Linked DNA regions of Sus scrofa: regions 2, 3 and 4 are each linked to region 1. The links are chromatin contacts, called in public Hi-C and HiChIP or PLAC-seq maps. All regions are on one chromosome and are shown on one strand. Each heading gives the region's core, a stretch centred on a gene start, on an enhancer-like site or on the middle of the called end of the contact. The rest is flanking DNA. Distances are from core to core; before and after follow the strand shown. Region 1 has its middle 57 kb from the start of DCTN6. Region 2 overlaps GTF2E2 (general transcription factor IIE subunit 2). Region 3 overlaps RBPMS (RNA-binding protein with multiple splicing). Region 4 overlaps RBPMS (RNA-binding protein with multiple splicing).

The links. Hi-C and Micro-C count contacts between places; a contact is called where the count stands out from the background. HiChIP or PLAC-seq counts read pairs in DNA pulled down with a chosen protein or histone mark.
Region 2: an H3K27ac HiChIP or PLAC-seq map of skeletal muscle shows a contact between it and region 1, with 7 times the contacts expected there. The contact joins two enhancer-like sites. A contact is called at or near these places in 3 of 47 Hi-C or Micro-C datasets (fetal liver and skeletal muscle) and 1 of 2 datasets of contacts at active chromatin or transcription factors (skeletal muscle).
Region 3: a contact with region 1 is called in an H3K27ac HiChIP or PLAC-seq map of skeletal muscle. The contact joins two enhancer-like sites. A contact is called at or near these places in 2 of 47 Hi-C or Micro-C datasets (embryonic fibroblasts and heart right ventricle) and 1 of 2 datasets of contacts at active chromatin or transcription factors (skeletal muscle).
Region 4: a Hi-C map of liver shows a contact between it and region 1, with 2.6 times the contacts expected there. The contact joins two enhancer-like sites. A contact is called at or near these places in 6 of 47 Hi-C or Micro-C datasets (embryonic fibroblasts, heart right ventricle and liver) and 1 of 2 datasets of contacts at active chromatin or transcription factors (skeletal muscle).

What each region holds. Positions count from the first base shown.
Region 1 is chr15:54,837,005-54,840,759 of Sscrofa11.1, forward strand. No RefSeq gene overlaps it. Among named protein-coding and RNA genes, the nearest start is that of DCTN6, 57 kb to the right of the region's middle. Within about 2 kb of position 1,732, at least 30 of the 83 cell types and tissues checked have an H3K27ac peak or open chromatin away from gene starts, as enhancers often do. A contact at or near this core is called in liver and skeletal muscle, where this site is marked.
Region 2 is chr15:54,521,618-54,525,372 of Sscrofa11.1, forward strand. It overlaps GTF2E2 (general transcription factor IIE subunit 2), which reads left to right. Exons shown (of 9, transcript NM_001244861.1): 8 at 2,085-2,200; 9 at 3,441-3,755. The coding sequence ends at 3,557. Among named protein-coding and RNA genes, the nearest start is that of SMIM18, 58 kb to the left of the region's middle. Within about 2 kb of position 1,869, at least 26 of the 83 cell types and tissues checked have an H3K27ac peak or open chromatin away from gene starts, as enhancers often do. A contact at or near this core is called in skeletal muscle, where this site is marked.
Region 3 is chr15:54,541,934-54,545,688 of Sscrofa11.1, forward strand. The region is part of intron 8 of RBPMS (RNA-binding protein with multiple splicing); the gene reads right to left. Among named protein-coding and RNA genes, the nearest start is that of SMIM18, 78 kb to the left of the region's middle. Within about 2 kb of position 1,913, at least 28 of the 83 cell types and tissues checked have an H3K27ac peak or open chromatin away from gene starts, as enhancers often do. A contact at or near this core is called in skeletal muscle, where this site is marked.
Region 4 is chr15:54,564,025-54,567,779 of Sscrofa11.1, forward strand. All of the region lies in intron 6 of RBPMS (RNA-binding protein with multiple splicing), which reads right to left. Among named protein-coding and RNA genes, the nearest start is that of SMIM18, 100 kb to the left of the region's middle. Within about 2 kb of position 1,822, at least 5 of the 83 cell types and tissues checked have an H3K27ac peak or open chromatin away from gene starts, as enhancers often do. A contact at or near this core is called in liver, where this site is marked.

The DNA.
Region 1 (3,755 bases), core at 482-2,981:
CAGTGGTTTGTGTCACTCTTCCCTGTGCATCCTCAGAGCCTTCTCTTAATTATAGCACTTACTCCACAACGCATTCTTTTCTCCCATGACCTTAAACAACTAGCCCTTAATTGGGGCCTCAAATGTTCCCACTGCCCCCTTTGGGCTCACTGATAAAGACACTCCTTCTTGGCACAGGTAGCTCATTTGAGACTTGCCTAGGGATGCATGAACTGGATTTCAGCTAGATCCTTCCCCCACTGCCACCTTTGGGCAGTGCACAACTTGCACCACTGTGCAGGGAAACCCTGTTCTTGGCTGCTGTGCTTTACTCCTCTCTGCATCCACCACTGCCTACCATCCTATTTGACCTCAGTGAACATTTGTTGATTGGATATGTGGAGAGGCAAATACATTGATGATCTACTGAGTAACACTGCTGGGCTTTGCCTGTCCACTCACTGTCTTACCCTCACAAGCACAGTTTCCAACCATTCTACTCTCCTCAGATCCCCTCACTCTTGGCAGGTGATCTTGCTCCTCCTGGGCAGAGAAATAGAAACAGCTGAGACAGCAACTTCTGCCTCTTCCTCCCAGCACCAAGCAAAAGCCCGCCTTTTCCTCTCCTACCAAAAGCTAGGTGCTTCCTTTCCACATTGAATTGGCCAAGAGCCCTTCGGAGGAATATAAAACTGTCCATCATCCCTTCTCTCTGATGTTCTCAACCTCTGGCTTCTGCATCCTTCCTTTTGTTTCCATAACATACACAAGTCATATCCAACAAGAACAAAACCACACACACACACCCCTTGCCACATTATTTCTGCTCACTGTCTCAGTGGTGTCAAGCGCAATACACTGGGATGCCTGGAGCCCACCCACATAGAGTGACAGGAATTTGGGGACCTGGTTTGGCCCCTAGACTTGGGAATTACCCCCAAAGCATCTGCTCAGTCGGGTAAAATCCAAGTGCCTTGGTTTGGAGTAGGAAACTTAGCACAATATGATTCTACTCCTTTTTTCCAGTTTCTCTCCTGTCTTCCTCCCCCTGCCAATACATGTACCCCATAACAAATGTACCAACATAGCTGGCCTCACCATGACTACAGACCTCTACAGATGCTCTTCACATTCTAGAATGTTCTTCCTCCTTTCCCACCTGAGCAACTTATATTCATGCCTTAAGAATATAACTCAGAGTTCCCGTTGTGGCTCAGTGGTTAACAAATCCGACTAGGAACCACAAGGTGGCAGGTTTGATCCCTGGCCTCACTCAGTGGGTTAAGGATCCAGTGTTGCTGTGAGCTGTGGTGTAGGTCACAGACGCGCCTCAAATCTGGTGTTGCTACAGCTGTGGTGGCAGGCCAGCAGCTGTAGCTCTGATTAGACCCCTAGCTTGGGAACCACCATATGCTGCAGGTGTGGCCTTAAAAACCCCTCCAAAAAAAAGTAAAGTTAGATTGTATGAAAAACAGAGATGCTCTCTGACCAACTTATTGCTAGCTGGGCATGCCACTGCCAACAATAAGGACTACATTTCCCAGTCTTCCTTGCAGCTAGATATGGCCACATGATGGGGTCCCTATCCTGCAAAGTGTATAAAAAGGTAGGTATACCGTCAGTGTTTCCTGCTTAAAAGGAAATTGCCTGTCCTCCTTTTTCCTTCCCCTTTCCCAGGCTGAAGCTTGGATACGGTCATGACCCTGCCTTAACCATGCAACTAAGGACAACATCCTACGGATGATGACGCACAACAAGATGGGAAGAAGCCAGATCCCCACATGACCCTCTAGTCTGGACCACTCTGGTTTTGGTGTGAGAAATAAACTGAACCTTCTTTAAGCCTGTGTGTGTGTGTGTGTGTGTGGTGTGTGTGTGTGTGTGTGGTGTGTGTGTGTGTGTGTGTGTGTGTGTGTGTTTGCGCACATGGAGATCAACGTCTCTTTACCATAGCAGCTTAGCCCCAAACTGCTTTCCTAAGTAGGCAGTGAGCTTCTCCAGAGCAGAGATGAAATCTCTGTCATCTTTTTTTTATCTCCAGCCCCCCAGCAAAGCACCTGATAAAACAAATGTTCCATAAGTCTTTGCTGATTGATTGAATGGGCGCCTGAATTGTTAAGAACCTAAGAACCAAGGCTGTAAAAAATGATTGGATTAAATCCGACGGGTCTGGGACGTCCTGGCTAGGAATTTGGACTTTGCCCACATTAGGTTCTGTGGAAAGTTTTCAAGTGGAGAAAAAGAACTTTGCATTTTTCTGGCTTCTCTGAATCATGTTAGCTGTTGACACCTGCTGGCAATTTGGAACACTGCAGCCTGACTCAGGCTAACTCCAGGGAGGGGATGAGGCAGTTATTGAATACCAGTTACAAAAAGGAGGGCTGATGACCATTTAATAAATAACAACAAGCTGGAAGTACTCCAGGCCAGTCAGGGAGGTGGGGGCTGTAGGGAGGATGCAGCAAACTTTACACATAGTTCCTGATGTGGGAATTTTAGGTTTGGATTTTTTTTTACAGATACGTTTCTGTCCTTTGCTCCCAACAAGCTATAAAATGCCTCTTGCACCCTTTCCCTATTCCTGTGATTCTTTCTTGCACATTTGCATCAACATATGCTTTTCTCATTTCTACCAAAGGAGTAAGTTATTTGAGCCAACCTGTGATTCTGATTTGAAAGAAAGAAAGAAAGAAACCACAACCAAAACAAAACCCCACACTAGATATCATGAATCTTTTGTCATGAGAGATTGGTTGTTTTCTCAGATGAGACAATGCACCTGAGTTCTTTGGCTGGACCCACTGGGAAGATTTTTCTCAGTTCTCAGTTGTAAGAGACATGTCCTATTCCTACAAAGCAGCCCAAGTGCACCTACAGACGCTGTGCAGCTCCTGTAATGATCCTTTGCCCTCTGGCTTCCAGGAAGGAGACTTAGAGAAATTTTCTGGCTCTCTTTTAGCAATTATATATGCCTGTGCTTTTCTCTGTGCCAATAATATACCTGAGTTTTAAAAATCTTTGGTTTTTTTTCATTTTTATGTTTTTGTAAGCCACCATAGATGGCCTCAAAATTTGTCGGCTCCTGCAAATGACAAAAGAACTATCTTTTGAGATGATTTTAAAAAGACTTGATGAACTAGTAACCACCCCATCCCCACCCTGTCTAACTCTGCCCCAGAGGGCCTCTTCCACGCAACGCCATCAGGAAGCCCAGTTGTGTGAGTGTCTAAGATAAAAGCACTCAGCACTATGGGAAGCCAAAGGGTGGCCTTCCCTGCATGCACATGAAGAGGGGTTTTTTTTTTGGGGGGGGGATGGATCCTATAGTGAATTAAGTTACAAAGAGCAGGCAGTTTGCAGCAGGAAAAGGCCAGCATTTTCTGCCAATGTGTTGAAATTTATTTTGATGGCCACGCATCTCTGTGCACTGGAAAGGTGCTTTTCTGATTCCTTCCTTCCAGCTGTTAGAAAAGGGAGTGGGAGTCATCCCTGCATGAGGCCAGGGTTTCAGACTTGCACAGTAGGGCTAGAATGAAGTTTTCAAAGTCAATGTCTGGCTCCTTTTTGCATCAGCCCAAACCATTCCTGGGCAGGCAGGTGGGCCAGGTTTACTGGGATCTGATGCTCGTTCACAAGATTGGCCAGACCTTCAGCCCCCATGCCAAACCACGTTCCTCACCTCCCTCCCTGCTGCAGTGAGAGGCTTCTCATTGTGTTGGCGATGCCCTGATGCAGAAGATTGTGGCATAACTGAGGATAAATACTTAGATTTTCAT
Region 2 (3,755 bases), core at 619-3,118, 320 kb before region 1:
TAAGGCAATATCAGAAAGCCCCACATTGAGGGCCATTGTATAAAATAACTCTTGAGCAGTGTCATGGTCCCGAGGGTCAAGGAGACCAGGCACACTTAGATCCTGGACCAAGGAGACACAGCAGCTAAACACGGTGGGATCCTGGTGGGGCCCTGGACCAGGGCAAAGATGCTGGTACTAAAACTGGTGACATTTGAATAAGGTCTGTAGATTAGTTAATAGGCTTGTATTAGTTTCACTTATTTTACTAAGATAATATGCAGTGTTCACATTAGAAGTTGGGCCAAGAGTGTACAGGAATTCTTTATACTAAATTTGCAACTTTTAATGTAAAATTATTTCAGAATAAAAGCTTAAAACACGTAAAAAGAAAATATACTCTGTGTTGCCCAGACAGTGGCATTTCATAGTTGAGTGGTCAAATTGCTGAGAGTGTACTAGGTTCAGTGCCAACTCTAGTGGTAAACTTTTATGAAACAGAATTTCCACTCTTGAGGTACTTATAGCTGTTCAAGAGGTTGAGAAAGATGTGCAGGCCAATAAATGTCATCAGTTAACTTAATGCAGATGAAAGAAAGAGCTCCTAATGTATTTATAGAAATTAAAAAATTTTTCTTTTATTTAGAGGTTTGTTGTTGTTGTTTGCTGTATATGGCCACTCCCACGGCATATGGAGGTTCCCAGGCTAGGGGTCGAATCAGAGCTGTAGCCATCGGCCTTCGCCAGAGCCACAGCAATGTGGGATCCAAGCCACGTCTGCAACCTACACCACAGCTCACGGCAACGCCGGATGCCTAACCCACTGAGCAAGGCCAGGGATCGAACCCGAAACTTCATGGTTCCTAGTCGAATTCATTAACTACCGAGCCACGATGGGAACTCTGTCCTAAAGATGTTTTGGATTGAAATGACTTCGTGCCCAGGTTGAATTCTTTGTAGTAGATTGTTGTTTCTGCATTGGTCATTATCAGCAGAAGGCTTTTCAGTGTATGATAGAGAACGGATTTCCTGAGTATCATCAGAGTCCCAGCTGTTAGGGCATTATTTACTTCCTGTGTTATGTTTTGAAATAGGAAAGGAGAGAGTCTGGTCCAGCACAGTATTGTGTTGCCAACTTTATTTACAGCTTGTGAATGGACTGTGGGTTGCGTATGTGAAAGTTAATGGCCTTGGAATGAAAGGAGGGGGCAGTACCTTGATTAGGTCTGTGTCAGAGGGGTAGGGGTGTTCTTGGCCTTCGTGTGACCCCAGGGCACTCAGGGAGCTTTTCTTTTTTGCCATCCAGAGTATGACAAGACAGTTTTTTGTGTGTCAGAAAGTAGATGCTAAGAAGTAAAACCTGGTTCTTCTTTGAGGCTGTTTTAAGGACAGAATTTAAGATGCAAATGAGTTGATTCTGAGCATTGTGATCTCTTTTGGTTGCAAAAACCGTGATGTGCCAGAGGGGGTAGGAGTCACTGAGAACAAGATTCAGGCTGGACAGAAGGCCTTTCTCCTTTGTTTTCCAGGGGTGGTGAGACAGTGTTACTGTCTAAGTATCCCCCCAGCCCCCACTTTTACGACCTCTTAGTCACCCATTCCCAGTTTGATTTCAGAAAGTTCTTTTGCAAATAAACTGGTATAATTCCTCACTCTCGTTAAAAACTTTGGTTCCTCATCTCCCTGTGTGTTTCTTTTCACCCATGGGAGAGGACGGGGGCAGGTATACTGAGCTTACAGGAGATGAGCAGGAATTTGAACTGTTTAAATGGAGAAAACTGATTTCTAGAATAAAAGGACAATTGTCAACTGCCTTTCTTCCCAGGAAAGCTGGGAGGCCTCAATCACATGGCCCATCGTTTATAGACTCTAAAAATAGAACAGTGCTGGTCTCATCTGTAAGGATACAGTTCCAGTTCCCAGGCCCTTCTGCTACTCAGCGTCCAGCATTTGACTGTTCTTGTCTTACTTCCTTTGTTTTTATAATGAAATCTCAGATGGGCTGATTTAGACCAGAGGAGATAATACTGAAGCTTGACTTCAGTCACTGAGATGCTGAGCTTGTAAACATCTCTTGTAAAATAATGACTACCTTGTTGGCACAGAGTTTCAGAAACTGTGGAGGAGTGTCACCGTGGATTCAATGGATGAGGAGAAAATTGAAGAGTATCTGAAGCGACAGGGTATTTCTTCCATGCAGGAATCCGGACCAAAGAAAGTGGTATGTACTCTCTAGCAGAAAATGGCCTCCTCTTTGAACTGTTAGCTTGCTTCCTGTGCGGCTATCTGAAGAGCAGGTAGGTAGGTCTCCCTTCCAGAGTTTTCTGTGTCCTTAATGCCATGACCTTGCTCAGAAGCATTCAGATCATGTCTGGTGTATGGGTGGATGGCCCTCAGGTGCTGTTCCCCAGGTGTGTGAGAGCCCCGCCCTAAGCCCGTCCTGGCAGGGATTGCTCTCAAGCTCCAGCCAATGGACTTCCAGTGCCGGCATGCTGTCTTCCCAGTTTCTAGCAGGGGCCTGCTCATCACCCTCTTCTTTATGACCTTCATCCTGCCCCCTCCCACTTGCTCCCGGAGCCCCATGGACTGGTGCCTGGCTTTGCCTTAGCCCTGATCACACTGAATTGTCTTTGTTGACTCGCAGGTCCCTTAGGAACCAGATACTATTGTCTTTATAGCTCCAAATCCTGCTCACTGGAGAGATTTGTAATCAAATGTACCAGCTAACTGACTTCTCCAGCCCAGGTGGAGGTGTATTTCACCACCACCCTGGACACTGGCAGCTCTGCAACTCTCCCTTGTTCCCTTGCCCACTGTCGTGCCTTGTAGCTTGCCTTCTTTGTGACTCTGTGTGTGTTTCATTCAGTGAATTTTTAGACTCCTTAAAAGGGAAATTTATTGCTCGTGATCTCAGTGAATCAGTGCGATGCAGCACTTCATGGTTTTCTTTCATTGCTTAGTTTGTTGATTTTTTTATTGTGTGATATTAATATTTCAAGTATACAGTAAAGAGAATTAAAAGAGAATAATACTTAACAAATCTTCCTGTGTCCATCCACTTTCCACTTCCCAGTGTTGTCCTATCTCTATATTTTACTGTATTTGTTTCAGATCTTCTTCTTTTCTTATTGGTAATGGTGGATAGATTTTTAAACCTGCTAATAGAAATGAAAAACAAAGAGCTTTACTGCTTCTTTTCTTATGTTCTTAGTGTCTAGAATAGTTCTGCTCACTTTCATCCCAGTCCAATTTTTTCAAGGTGGAGGTAGGCTCTTCACTGTCGCAGAAAGCAGCAGTTGACAGTTGGGGAGTGTGCTATGGATTGGTGTGTGTGAAGCCGGGCCACAGAACAGAAAAATGTCACAATCTGCTGCTGGCTTCTGGGGCATCTGTCATAAATCCTCTCCATATTACTGCTCTGAAGAGCTGTTGTTACTCATTCTTTTTACCTTCTCCTGTAGGCCCCTATTCAGAGAAGGAAGAAGCCTGCTTCTCAGAAAAAGCGACGGTTTAAGACTCACAATGAGCACTTGGCTGGGGTGCTGAAGGACTACTCAGACATTGCGCCTGGCAAGTAGTGAACACTTTTGTCTGAGAGCAAAGAGTTAGAAAGTCAAGATCTTCCTCGTTGACGCTGGGACATGAAGACTGGCCGTCTCCCCATTCTCCTTCTGAGGACCGAGGAGAGGAGCAGTTGAGTTTACAGAACAAATGCAGATCACCAGTCTCGAAGCTTATTGTAACTAATGGGCTAATGAGAAATGTGCTTTTCCCTG
Region 3 (3,755 bases), core at 663-3,162, 290 kb before region 1:
TCGTTTCTGCTGAGCCATGACAGGAACTCTGAAGATCCCACTTTGACTCCTTTGCTTCCCCTGGTGCCCAGCACAGAGGGGATGGGAGATGATGTATCTAAGTGGGCCAGGAACGCTCACACCCCATCTTTGGTGCAGGTCACATGGCCTGTGATCCTTAGCAGGACCAGCAGGAGGACTCCCTCTGGAAAGTGCCATCTCTTCTGCTACCCCCTGACTTCTCCCTGGCAGGGGTGGGGCTGTAGGCTCCCAGGATCCAATCCAGGTGTGCCTGGCATGAAGCAGCCCTGGCCGGGTGGCAGGACTAAGCATGCCCAGACTTGGGGCATCTTCCCAAGGGGTCAGGCATTATCTTTGGGGCTGTAGCAGCTGATGTTCCCCAGTGAACTCACAAGCTCTGGCCTCATGCCCCCACAAAGGTCTGGCCCGTGGCCCTCTGGCTGCCACAGGTGGCTCCCCCAGCTCCCTCCCAGTCTCTGTCAACAGAAGAGGGAAACCAGCTTCGGGAACAGGAGACAAGGCCAGTTTCCTTCCTCCACACCCTGGGCTTGTCAGGCCTAGAGTGACAAGTTCTCTGTCATCTCAAATTTGGCCACGTACCAGCAACCCAAACTGTACGTTGATTCCGGGAAATAGTTTCTGAGGAACAGCAGTTCCCACTTTGGGACAGTTCAACAGGGACAGCACCGGGCAGCTCCTGGGCTCTGGGAACCTAAGAGACCTGGCAGCCACCAGCAGCCTCTTACAGAGCAGGGCCTGGGAGGGTCATCCTGGAAAGTGGCTGAGACTGGGTGTGGTGACTCCACACTGTGACCAAAGGCCTGAAACCAAAGCTGCCCCACCTTCAAGGACTGCATGAGCAGGCGAGGAACACTCCACCTTCCACAGCTGGACCATCTGGGTAAGGACGGACACGGCTGTACAGTCCCCCCTGGCCCTGGCTGGGTAAGGAAGGGCCAGGCCGGCTGGGCCTGCTTGCTCTGAGCAGGGATCAAAGGCTATCTCTGAGCAAGCGCAGGTTACCAGCTCTGGCTGCTTTGTGGTTCCACAGATCCCAGGCTGTTCTCCCCATTCTGATCAGCTTTGCCCTGGATGTTTCTGCCACCACCTCAAAGGCAACACCTCTGTACCCAGACTCTCCAGCTTCCCTTCCCACGGCTCTGTCCCTGACACGAATCTGCACCCTCTGGTCACTCTACCTTCCTGACACTGGTGTCACGACCTTGGTTTGCTTCTCCTGTTTTGTGCTTCCTCTTGACTCTCCCTGCATTACGCTTTGGGCAGCAAGATGAGACTCCTAAAGCATCTCCCTTGACCTTGCTCACATCTCCAGTGCCTCCCCAAGACCCTCAGCTTCGTCATGATCCATAGGAACATGCTGGCCCTATTCCTGCCTCCTCCCTTGTGTGAGGAGATACTCAGAACATGCAAACCCTACTATTCCTCACAACCCAGTTGAAAACCCCACTTCCTCAGACCTTTCTCGACCCTTCAGCCTATGGGCTTTCTCCTCTCAGCTCTTACAAGGAGCTCTCACTGTCCAGGCCACACCTGGGCTTTCTCAAGGATTACCTTGATTATTTTTCCCTCAAGGCTATCTCTGCCTCCCTCTACTCCAACTTACTCACTTGCATGTAGCAAAAATGCAGGCACTTTGACAAATGAAACAAGAGCGATGTGGATTGCCTGCCTGGATAAAACCTGGGCTGGGCTGAGAGCTTGGGGGGCTGTGCCCAGGGGCCATGTGGGCCCTGCTCACCGGCCTGAGGGCGGCCTCTCCAGAGAGCTGATCCCGGGCATGGGATGGTGCCTCCAGCTCTCCCATAAGCCACCCACCTGACTTCATGGTACTCTGGGCCTCCAAGCAGAGAAAGGTGGACAGGGCCGGTCAGTCTTGGCTGAGTGCAAAGACTGATCTTTGGGACTGAAAAAGATCAGGGAAGGGGGTGTGAGTCGATGGCTTCCTGAGCTTTTCCATAACTGTGCTGGGTGAGTGCAGTTCTCACATGGGAAAAGAATGCGTGTGCACTGCCACAGATGTTCCAGACCGAACAGAAGGTCAAAATGTGGCTATTTCAGTCCCTGTAAACAAGGAAAGGGGTTTAGCTAGGAACGGAGTTCAAACCCTGGAATGTATTAACAAGGACATTTTAAACAGAATGCGAAGACATCCGGGAAGAGAGCACTGTGGGGGGTGGGGGAGGGCTAGGCTCTGTTGAGAGAGGCAGACTCTCCTCACAACCTTTCCCAAAAGGGGGTCAACTAGGGCATGCATGTGACGTGATAAACAAGGGAACAAAATGTGTATAAAGTCTGGTCTGAAACAGGTCACAACTGTCCCCATTTGAAGACAGAATGTGGCCCCTTGGTACTTGGGGACAGCAGCTACTGGGCAGGGGTCGAGGTGCTGGCTGCCTGCAGTGGGGGTGGGGGAGCAATGTGGAGACAGGACAGGCTGCTCTTGCCTGACACAAGGCCGTAAGTTGGTGCATTAGAGTCTGTTTATGCCAGCAATAAAAAAAATCCTGTTTCCCCCCATTCCATTGACACATACTTGACCTATTTACTAATAATTTCTTCCCCAAGAGCTTCTCTTAACATTTATTCATTTTTACCAAAAGTCAGGTAAGGAATATTTCTTTCCACCCAAATCCCAATAAACGTGGGGCATCCTATGACTAAGGTTTTTAGTAAGAGTGGTTTGGTTTTCATTTTATACCTGTCAGCTTGATTTTTAAGAAAACAAATGCTAGTATTCATTTGTAATAAAAAAGCTTATTAGTAAAAAGGTTCAGTCTATGAAGCCTCCAGGGAACAGCCTTCAGTAGGTAGGCAGAAAATCCTCCCTATTCTAACGCTGCCGCCCCACCCCCACCTCCACCCCACCCCCAGAGTTTCTTGTGTGGATCCCAGCCCCCACCCTCAGAAGGCCCCACCTTGGGGCCAGACATCCTCATCACTGCCCAGGCCTGTCTCCAGAAGCAGTGTCCTCTGACTTGGGATCTGGGGAGAGAAAAGCCTCCTTCACTCTTAGGACCAGTGAGTGGCCCTGGAATTGGCGAGCCCCACTGTGAATAAGGCTGGGACTGAAGACACTCTCCCCACTACTGGTTCCCCACGCCCCAGGACCTTGCGCCCTAGGGCCACGCTGCTGTTATCCTTCCCTGGGTCAACAGGCCCTTACACTGACTTTTGTTGCTTCCTAGCGGGGTTAAGGCCTGGGTTGATTTACTGGATTCTAAAAAAAAAATATATATATATATATATATATCACTAACCTGCTTCCAAAATACTGTATAGGTAGCTTTTAATTGGTCCTTCAATTCCACAGAGGAGAGCGGAAGGCAAAAACAATTTTAAACAGTGCTGCTGAGTGGTGCCATGAATTAGAATATTGTGAGCATCGTTATTCAGCACCATGACTGAAGGAAAACCTGACTAATTAGAAAGCAGGCTGCAGGACTAGCAGGATAGCTGCTGGCTGCCCTGTGTGATGTGGAAGAACATGTGCTTGTTGGTAAGTCTGCCTGTCCAGGCAGAGAAGCCCGGATGAGGCCCACGCCTGCACCTCTGGAGGGCACTGAGAAGTGTGTTCCGAGCACCAGATTATTTACCCAAATGTGGTAATAACCTCCTAGGCCCAACTGCCTGGTTCTCTGTCCTTAGCAGGAATCTTGTTCTTGTTCTGACTCATCTTTCTTTATAGGCCCTTCAGAGGGATGAAATCTGCCACCTTATTTGGGCTGAGACCTAAC
Region 4 (3,755 bases), core at 572-3,071, 270 kb before region 1:
CACAGACGGAAGCTGGAGAGAAGCAGAAATATGACGTAGCTCCTTTTCTGTGACAGTTCCTGTCTCTCCTGGGTCCTCCTCCTTCTGGATCAGACAGACTGGAAAAAACACATCCATCCCCGCTGGAGCGAGACCTCCTGGCAGATGTGTCACAAATGGATGCTAGAACGAGAATCTTCGAACAGGCAACTGTTGAGGGTTCAGGAGCCCAGGAAAGACACGGGACCGGGTCTCCCTGCGCTGCCCTGCATCCTTCTCCCACATCACGGAGGCTTAGTGTCCCGCGCCCAGCTCGCCCAGAATCTCAGTCAGAGATAACACCTTAGCTCCAGCATCGCATCACCGTGAAAACAAAACGCTGCAGTCTGCTTGAGATCAGTTTTGCTCTAATTAAAACTTTTATTGAAATCTCTCAAATGTTAACCAAGAAGTAGTTTTTGCCAAAGGTTGGAGGGGGTGGAGGTGGGGAATAGCTAATGAGCAAATTCAACATGGGAGCTCCCTCTGCTGGTCTGCAGTAGGTTGATATGTTACAAACACATTCCCAGAGACAAATCTAATTTGCTGGAGAAGTGGACAAAAGACAGGTGTGTTGGGCTTTGCCTCAGGAGAGAAACACTAGAAGAAAAAAAAAATCCATGTCTCAAAACAGAGCACAACATTGCTAAGAAAAAGCAAAATTATTTAAGAGCTGATCTTCAAAGACATAATCATAATGATTTCCAAAACAAAAACGGAATTATCCACTCTGGCCTTCCCTCTACTCTACCTCCAGATAATAAAAAGTCTCTTAGGCCCTTTGGGTGCAGGGGAAGTTCTGATTCCCTTGTTTCTGCCTTCAAGTCTCTTCTTACAGGCTTGCCATCTACTTAGAGAGGAAAGATCCAAGGAGCACTGGAGCAAGGCCTTTCCAAAATTCCGTCAAAGAATTAGTCTCTGGTGAGCCAGCACTGAGCTGTGGAAAGAGGCGGGAGGCAGGTGACCTGGCTCCGGTCATGGCAGAGCCACTTGTGCCTTTGGACAATTCTTTCCATCTTCTCCGGCCTGTTTCCTCATCTGTCAAATGGGTCAAACCAGCTGATTTGTAAAGTTTCTCCCAGTTCATTTTTCTGATTCTCATACTGGACAAAGACATTTAAAGAACCATATGTGTTCACCAGTCTCTAGGATGTGGAACCCAAGCCTGCACTGGGAGTGACTCCAAACAGGAAGGGGAGGTTGAGCAGAAGGATCCCACCGGTGCCAGATGAGAGTCCCACCAACTCTAGGACTGACGTGGCCATGCCAAGCGGATTCCAAGTTGGGCAAGTCTCAAGATCAAGGAAGAGCTCACGGGGAAGGTGACACCAGGGGCAAGACATCCCATTAAGTCATAGTGGTCGAGTCAGTCCATCTAATCTCAGCACTATCTCTCCCCATCCTTTCTTACAACACAACGGGATTTCTGTATTTTAATTTATTTATTTTTTAAGGGCCACACTCACAGCATATGGAAGTCCCTGGGGCTAGGAACTAAATTGGAGCTGCAGCTGCTGGCCTACACTATAGCCACAGCAACGTCAGATCCTTACCCCACTGAGCAGGGCCGTGGATGGAACCCACATCCTCATGGATACTAATCAGGTTTGTTCCTGCTGAGCCACAATGGAAACTCCTGCCCTGGGCTTTCTAATCTCTTAAGGCCTTTTATTTTTAGTTCTTTCTCCCACCATAGCACCAGAATGCCTTGTGATTGCATCTGTGGTATAAATGAAGCAAGGGCAAATGACCCAGATGTCATGGCCAAAAGCCACCAATCCCAGTCCCCTTTGCCCGTCTTCAAATCTTGCTTTTCCAGGGCAAAGGTGAAAGCCTTTGCTGCCAATTAACCAAAGTCATGGAGGGCTGGAAGACCGTGCAAACTCGGCACCATTTCATGGTATCATCAATATTTGCCTCAATGGCCAATTGATCTGTATTTAGGCAGTCCAGAGAAAGGAAGGGGTGGGACCATGTATCCATGGATGGTGGGGTGGATGACAAGCAGGGAACACTTTTTGAGTTGCTTCAAAGCATGTACACAATTATCCCTGAGGCCACGACCGGCATCCTGAGAAGTCAGCAGGAGGTATGTGCGGGTTTACTTTCCTCCCTTACTCCCCGGCCACCTACTGTGGCAGGGGTGACCAAGTGCTGACACGGACAAAGGAGGAAATAAAGCAGCAGGGGAAGGAAAGGCCAAAAGCGCTGAGAATCCAGAAATGAGGTAGAGAGTCTCAGAAGAACCTTGGTACTTCTGTTTTCTGGGCCAAGAACTCTCACCACCACCACCTTTTTTCTTCACTACTTTACTACTTCCTATGCCCTCCCCCAACACAGAGGGCAGTCACTCACGAGGCCCAGCCACCCGGGCTGTCCACGCGTGCCCGGAACACTGACAACTGAGCCGAAAGAGAACGGAAGGACGGCCATCTAGTAATGCCCCTGACCCCTGGCCGCCTGCAAGAAGCCTCTCTGGGGCCGCCAGTGTCCTATACAACATGAAAGAGTTTTAAGTCAGAAGGGTCTTCTGGGAAGCTGTTCCTATCATCCAGCCTTGTAAGTAAACACGAAACAAAACAGACAAAACCCCCACATCTCCAGGCTGATGGGTTTTTAAAAGCAGGCTTTCCGGCTTGTGGGAGTTACACATGCAATAAGACAAATGAAAGCTACAGTCTTTCTATCGTATTTGCTATTGATCATCAGCCTGACTCTTAATATTGAAGACTACTACTTGCACTAAAACCAAAGCTCAGAGAAGCATTTTTTTTCTAAGGGAAGAGCAATCTTTGATATGTAGACAGCAATCTTTGTGAAGAAACAAAGGAGTCTATTTATAAAAGTCAGGCTACTCTTTTTTTTTTTTGGCCATACCCGTGGCATATGGAAGTTCCCGGGCTAGGGATCAAACCCTTGTCTCAGAAGTGACCTGAGCCACCATAGAGACAATGCCAGGTCCTCAACCCACTGCACCACAGTGGAAACTCCAAATGCAGGCTATTCTTTTTTTTTTTTTTTTTTTTTTTTTTGGTCTTTTTCTCTTTTTAGGACCAAATCCGAGGCATACGGAGGTTCTCAGGCCAGGAGTCCAATCAGAGCTATAGCCGCCGGCCTACGTCACAGCCACAGCAATGCAGGATCTGAGCCACATTTACAACGTACACCACAGCTCATGGCAACGCCAGATCCTTGACCCACTGCATGAGGCCAGGGATCGAACCCATGCCCTCTTGGACGCTAGTCAAGTTCGCTAACCGCTGAGCCATGACAGAAACTCCCAAACAAAGGCTATTCTTAAGAAAGAAAGCTGGTCAGAAGAGACACCTCCACCTTAACCTACAATTACACTACATCGTACCTCCTTTTCTACAAGGTCTCTTAAAAATAGAAAAAAGAAACCCTTCATCTTTCCTTTGACGTATGCATGATAGCATATAATCTTCCTCCCAGAAACTTCCAACTTTCTCCTTCGTCACTAGATCACACAGAACACGAGAGCAGAATCTCAACACACAGAAAACACACGCAGACACAAAACTCCTATGGCCAGTGCATGCCTCCCTCTGCAGCCCGTCCAGAGCCGGCATACACGGCTAGGCTCTGGTGACGCCCTCTGGCTGGCTGGGAGCTGGGGAGGTACCCGGGGCCCAGTCTCTCATGTGCAATATGAGGGTGAGATCATTAAGGAGAAGAGAGGTGTTGTTGGGGGCAAACATCAGGCAGTGGGTGATGTC